2 separate regions of the Mus musculus genome follow, and region 1 is linked to region 2. Evidence: chromatin contacts called from public HiChIP or PLAC-seq data. All regions are on one chromosome and are shown on one strand. The core of a region is the stretch at or near the end of the contact, and the rest is flanking DNA. Distances in the headings are between cores, read along the strand shown.

Region 1 (2,700 bases), core at 55-2,554, 810 kb after region 2:
CAATCACTAACTTTTTTTTACATCCTTACCAGAACAAAACAAATCATTTTTCTTGTACAACTGAGTTTATATCCCATTTTCGGCATGTCCTTGCAATTAGGGTAATTAGTATGATTTAAAATCTTCTTGCCATCCGTTCTCTATTTGAGTAAAACATTTTTGTACCAAGGACTGGGGCATTAAAACATTTCCTGTCTCTCTAAAGGTGGAAAAGACATCTTCCTAAAAGATTTTTTTTTTCTTTTTTTAACTGTGAGTAGCTAGGAAACTTAGCATAGCAAAGATGGGATGGGGCTTTCTCCAAAGCAGACCTCGCTCAGAGACAAGATGTAACATAAGGAGGAAAGGATGAGCTAGCGGCAGGTGATGAAATTTCACCTCAAAAAAGGACGCAAAAGGCTGTGTCTCCAGCAAGGGAGGCGTGAATGCTACTCCTGGAGTACCAGGGGCTCCGAGTGCCCCGCACTCTCTGCACCTCAATACTCACCACTCCCCACCCAGGGGGTGGCTCCGCAGGACTCAGTACGCGGAGCAGGCAAGCCAAAGCTGTTTGCAAACAAGCGTCCTCTGCCTCCCTCCGGGATGTGCTCGAAGGGCCCTGGGAAGGAAGGCACGCTCGGCCCCGCCCGGGACAAACGCGAAGGGCACCGGTGCGGCCGCCAGCCCGATCTTCACGTACCCGGCCGCGCCGGAACCCAGGCCCGGCTAAGGGCTTCCCGGCGACTCGGGGCCTAGTCGCCCCCCGCACGCCTTCAATCTCCCGGGGACCCACGGAGAAAGGGCCGAGGCCCCAGAGCTCCGGGGTGCCCGCGGCGGCCGCACTGGCAGGACGCTCCGTCCGCCCGGCCCAATAGCTGGCGCCAGGACCCCTGGGCGGCGCAAGCAGACGAGCCCCGAACCGCAGCGCGCCACACTCACCGCCTCTCCATGGCCCGGGGGTCGTCACTCAGCCGAGAGCCTCGTCCTCAGCGGGGCTCCGCCGCGAAGCCTCGCACTCCTGAGGGGGCTGCGGTCTCAGCGGCCGGGACTGAGGCCCAGCGCCCCTCCAGCCGCCTCAGCCACGCGGGTCCGGGAAAGCGCGGCCGAGCGCGGCCGAGCGCGGCCGGGGGCGCAGCTTACGGCGGGACAACCGAGGCGATGCAGGCAGACGGGCTCGGCGAAGCCTCGGGCGCCGCCGCGGTGGCCGCTTCAGCCGCCCGCGCCGCTGGGCCACAGCGCCCCCTGGACCCCACGTCCCGCTACGGCGCCGGGACTGCGGCGGCCGCACCGGGCACGAGCGGCAGGGAACGCGAGGCAGCGCGGCCTGGGGGTGGCGGGGCCCCGTGCGCCCTGCGCCGCCCGCGGCCCGTGGCCCGCCCCTGACGCGGCTTCCCGGGAGCCGGAAGCTGTCGGCTCCCCCCACACCCCACCCCCGTCAGACCCCAGCACCTTTTTCTTCCCTCCAAGAAGGTATGTGAATGCTTTCGTCACTCGTCTCCGAGAGCGGGAATGTGAGGGAATCTCGGTTCATTTCTCGTGGAGACAGGGGGTCCCTTTTAATTCCCTCAGTGCGTCAGTATGAAAGGAGCGTGACCCAGAACAAATCCCTTTTTTCTTTTCCTAAGCACATGCACAATCCCTTCCCAAAGCAGATAAAGGAATCATCTTTGACCTCAACTTTTTTGGAGCTACTGTGCAGATTCACTACAGAAATGTGCTATAGAATTCCTTAAACCCTATCCTTACCTACAAAGTAGGGGGGAGAAAACAAAAAACAAACAAACAAAACAAAACAAAATTTAAAAAACGCTGACAAAGAGAAGAGAATAACCAACGGGTTGTCCTGAAACCGATAAACAACTTAAAGGTAAGAAAAGACTCATCCTTTTACTAACTTAACCCTGGCCACCACCTCTACCACTTCTGGGTCACCCACCCCTTATCAAATCCTAGATAAAAACTCTGAAAGAAGGAAATTGTTGTGGTTATATTAAAGGCTATGCAGTCATTTTGTTTACAAATGCCTCCTGTTTGATCTTGCCCAGCCTCTAGGATGCTAACATAACGTCACAACTAAAGACTGTCAGAAGGGAAATAGGAAAAAGAAAAAAAAAATTTTAAATCCCCTGGTCCCTCAAATTCCCAAATACTGTGTTTGTTTGGTTGGTTGGTTGGTTGGTTTTGTTTCTGGGAGCTATACTGGAACAAGCAAGGACTTTGGTGTCAGGCAGATCCTGATGCCACTGGTTCCAGTTACATCATGTAGAGTTTTATGACCCTGGCAAGTTATGTAATATTTTTGAACCTCTGTTTTCTCCTGCCTGCCTAGCTGGTTGTGAAGGTTGGGGATGGAAGGACGGGCCTATAGTTCCAATTTTTGTTAATTCCAGAACACCCTAACACTTACTTAGTCATTCTTAATCTGGAGATTGTGCCCATCTGTGTGTGTTTATCCCACCACACTCCCCAACCCCGCTCGTGTGTGTCTGTGTGTGTGTGTGTGTGTGTGTGTGTGCGTGTGCGCGTGTGTGTGTGTGTGTGTGTGTGTGTGTGTGTGTGTGTGTTCCTATCAAAAGGTCATTCTCATCATCCTGGTCTAAGTGAAATTTCCCTGAATTTCACTCGTGCATTTATGTAACATCCTCCTCTGAAGAGGAGAACCTAGTACACTGGATCCTTTGACATTCTACAGCACAGCAGATATCAAAATAGAACCAGCAC
Region 2 (2,700 bases), core at 198-2,697:
CTCAAACCAGGACAAATGGCTGAGATGCCTATTATCATATCAAAGGTGACACTGGCCCCCAGGTCCTCCCAGCATCCCTCAGTCCCTACTTGTTACAGAATCTTCCTGACAGGCATACCCAACACCCCCCACCCCAGGACTCTCCAATTCAGGGGCTCCCCTCTCACCACCCCCCAGCTCCTCTGGTCCCTAGATAACTCAGCCATTTTGGCTAGTTATCACCAGTCTTTGGCCCAGACCCCTCTTGATCCCAGCTCCTGCCTTGCCCTCCCTCCACCTCTCTCCTCACACAGCCAGGCTCAGTCTGGCTACATCCATCTAGACTCATCCAGATGCCTCTGGCTGTTTTCTCCCTCTTATCTACAGTGAACCTTTCCCTCTACCACACCTGGGAGCAATCATTTTGTCCTCCTTTTTGTTTCTTTTTTTCATTCAGATGTGATCAAGACACATTGTTCATATGTATAAAAAAGAATAAATAAGAATACTTTTAAGGGCTGGTGAGATGGCTCAGTGGGTTAGAGCACCCGACTGCTCTTCCAAAGGTCCGGAGTTCAAATCCCAGCAACCACATGGTGGCTCACAACCATCTGTAACGAGATCTGACTCCCTCTTCTGGAGTGTCTGAAGACAGCTACAGTGTACTTACATATAATGAATAAATAAATCTTAAAGACTCCCTCTTCTGGAGTGTCTGAAGACAGCTACAGTGTACTTACATATAATGAATAAATAAATCTTAAAAAAAAAGAATACTTTTAAAATAAAAAACAGTTCCTGAGGGACATGGGATGGGTCATCTTGGACTTAAAGCCCCTTGGAAGAAAGTTTATTCATTTCCTGTTGTCATTAGGCTGAGGTCAGGACAACTAAACTCAAGTCTAAATTCCTCACAGTGTCACCTGACCCCACACTGCTGAGTGCCAGCTTAGTGACTGTGCCGAGGGACCCAGGCTCTTGGGGTCTCAGTGGTCTCAGATCTCAATGAGGTCATCAAATGGCAATGATGTGGAGACTGGAACCCAGACCCAAAGTGTTGAGGTTGAGCTCCCCCCCCCCCCCTGACTCTCAGTAGCTCACAGGGTAAGCCTGGGCGCATTGTTACTCTTTCCACAGAGGACACCCGTGAATCTGCACTGACAAATTCACACACTCACTCCTGGAGACTGACGTCAGTATGAATCATGCTGACACAATACCATGCATCTAGGACAGCCATCAGATGTCCACTAGCACTACTGAGGTGGGCGGTCACTGGAACCTCGCTGCCTTGCTTCTACATCTTTCCGGAATAGGTGGAGGTGAAGCACCTCTGCTTCCTCTCATGGTGTCTGGTCCCTCCCCTCTTCAAGAGAAGCATTTGGCTTTGAGGACTGGACGCCCCGACCACGTGGCCTGCTCTAATTTCCCAGGCCCTAATCTGCTCCTAGCTCCTAATGATGCAGCTGGTAATAGGATTGTGGCTTCCCTCTGGACGGCTGCACAGACCATGGCTGCAAGGCTGCTGATAGGTGCCTAGGACTCTGTTCACCTGTAAGCAGAGAGGCTTGTGCCTCCAGCCCAGCCCTGGGCCTCATCTGACAGTGCATGGAATGGTGCCAACAGGCTGGGCTCAGCATGGTGCTCGACGCTGTCCTGGCTCGAGGGCGCACAGTGTGTAAGCACAACGGGCTGCTCATCCTGTCTGTGCTCTCTGTCATCGTGGGCTGCCTCCTTGGCTTCTTCCTCAGGACCCAGCGCCTCTCACCACAGGTCAGGCCCCCCCGGGGAGGTGTGGGTCTGCGGGGCTGGGGTTCTTAGAATTGTTACAGTAGGTGAGCCAGGTTGCTTCTTTGGGTCCCAGTGTTCCCATCTATATCGTGGGTGTAAAAACACCCACTGGTGTGAGATGTCAGTAAAATGGCTGGCGAAATGGCAGCAAAGCCACAAAGCCAGCACAGTAAGGTGGCTGGGGACAAAGACGCGCCACTGAAAAAGCATAAGGTTGAGAGCAATGGAGAGGAGACCGGGGGTCTTCAGAGAACACCCCTACAGGTCCCTAACCAGGATCCAGAATGGGTTTCCTATGCGGCAGGACCAGCAGGATGAGGCTCAAGGGTGCATGAAAGTTGGGAGCAATGGGTCAAGCCTTTTATTTGGAGGAGGGCTATTGGAATATACAGGGAAAGTAAGGGGCTGGAGTGTAGAGAGCAAAGGCTGAAAGGTTCCCATCACCAGACACAGGCTTGGGATAACCCTGCAAACCATGGAAAGGAAGAGAGACCTGAAGGATGAACACTTTAGAGTGATCCCTGGGTGCAGAGTGGAAGATGAGGTGGTCGTGGATCAGATGGGGTTGGGGGAAGCTGCAGGGAAGCAAGTGACCCTGGGCTGAAGAGGAGGTGTGAGAACAGCGCTCATGGAGAGGAAACTTCAGGAGGTGTGGCTGGCGGGAAATGGGAGACAGAGTGGTGAGGCTGCCTCATCAATGCATCATCTGGGAAAGATCTTTCTGTGGACCGGGGAAGACCCCGGTGATGTTACATAAGACACTATAGATGCCTGTTCCAACAAGGGAGACACAGTTCAGGACCATGGAGACAGTGTCAAGACCTCCAGCTGGGGAGACAAGCCTGAACTCCCCATGCAGCAGAGACAGGTGGGGTTTACAGCCCAGGCACAGAGGGACAGACAGCTCAGTGGGCAGGAAATGACTATGAA

The links. HiChIP or PLAC-seq counts read pairs in DNA pulled down with a chosen protein or histone mark.
Region 1: a contact with region 2 is called in an H3K4me3 HiChIP or PLAC-seq map of stem cell-derived neural progenitor cells, with 6 times the contacts expected there. The contact joins the promoter of Zfyve9 here to the promoter of Slc1a7 in region 2. A contact is called at or near these places in 1 of 39 promoter capture datasets (hippocampal neurons) and 1 of 115 datasets of contacts at active chromatin or transcription factors (stem cell-derived neural progenitor cells).

The regions. Positions count from the first base shown.
Region 1 is chr4:108,779,535-108,782,234 of GRCm38.p6, forward strand. It overlaps Zfyve9 (zinc finger, FYVE domain containing 9), which reads right to left and starts at 1,305. Exons shown (of 19, transcript NM_001384118.1): 1 at 919-1,305.
Region 2 is chr4:107,966,959-107,969,658 of GRCm38.p6, forward strand. It overlaps Slc1a7 (solute carrier family 1 (glutamate transporter), member 7), which reads left to right and starts at 1,448. Exons shown (of 11, transcript NM_146255.3): 1 at 1,448-1,752. The coding sequence starts at 1,618.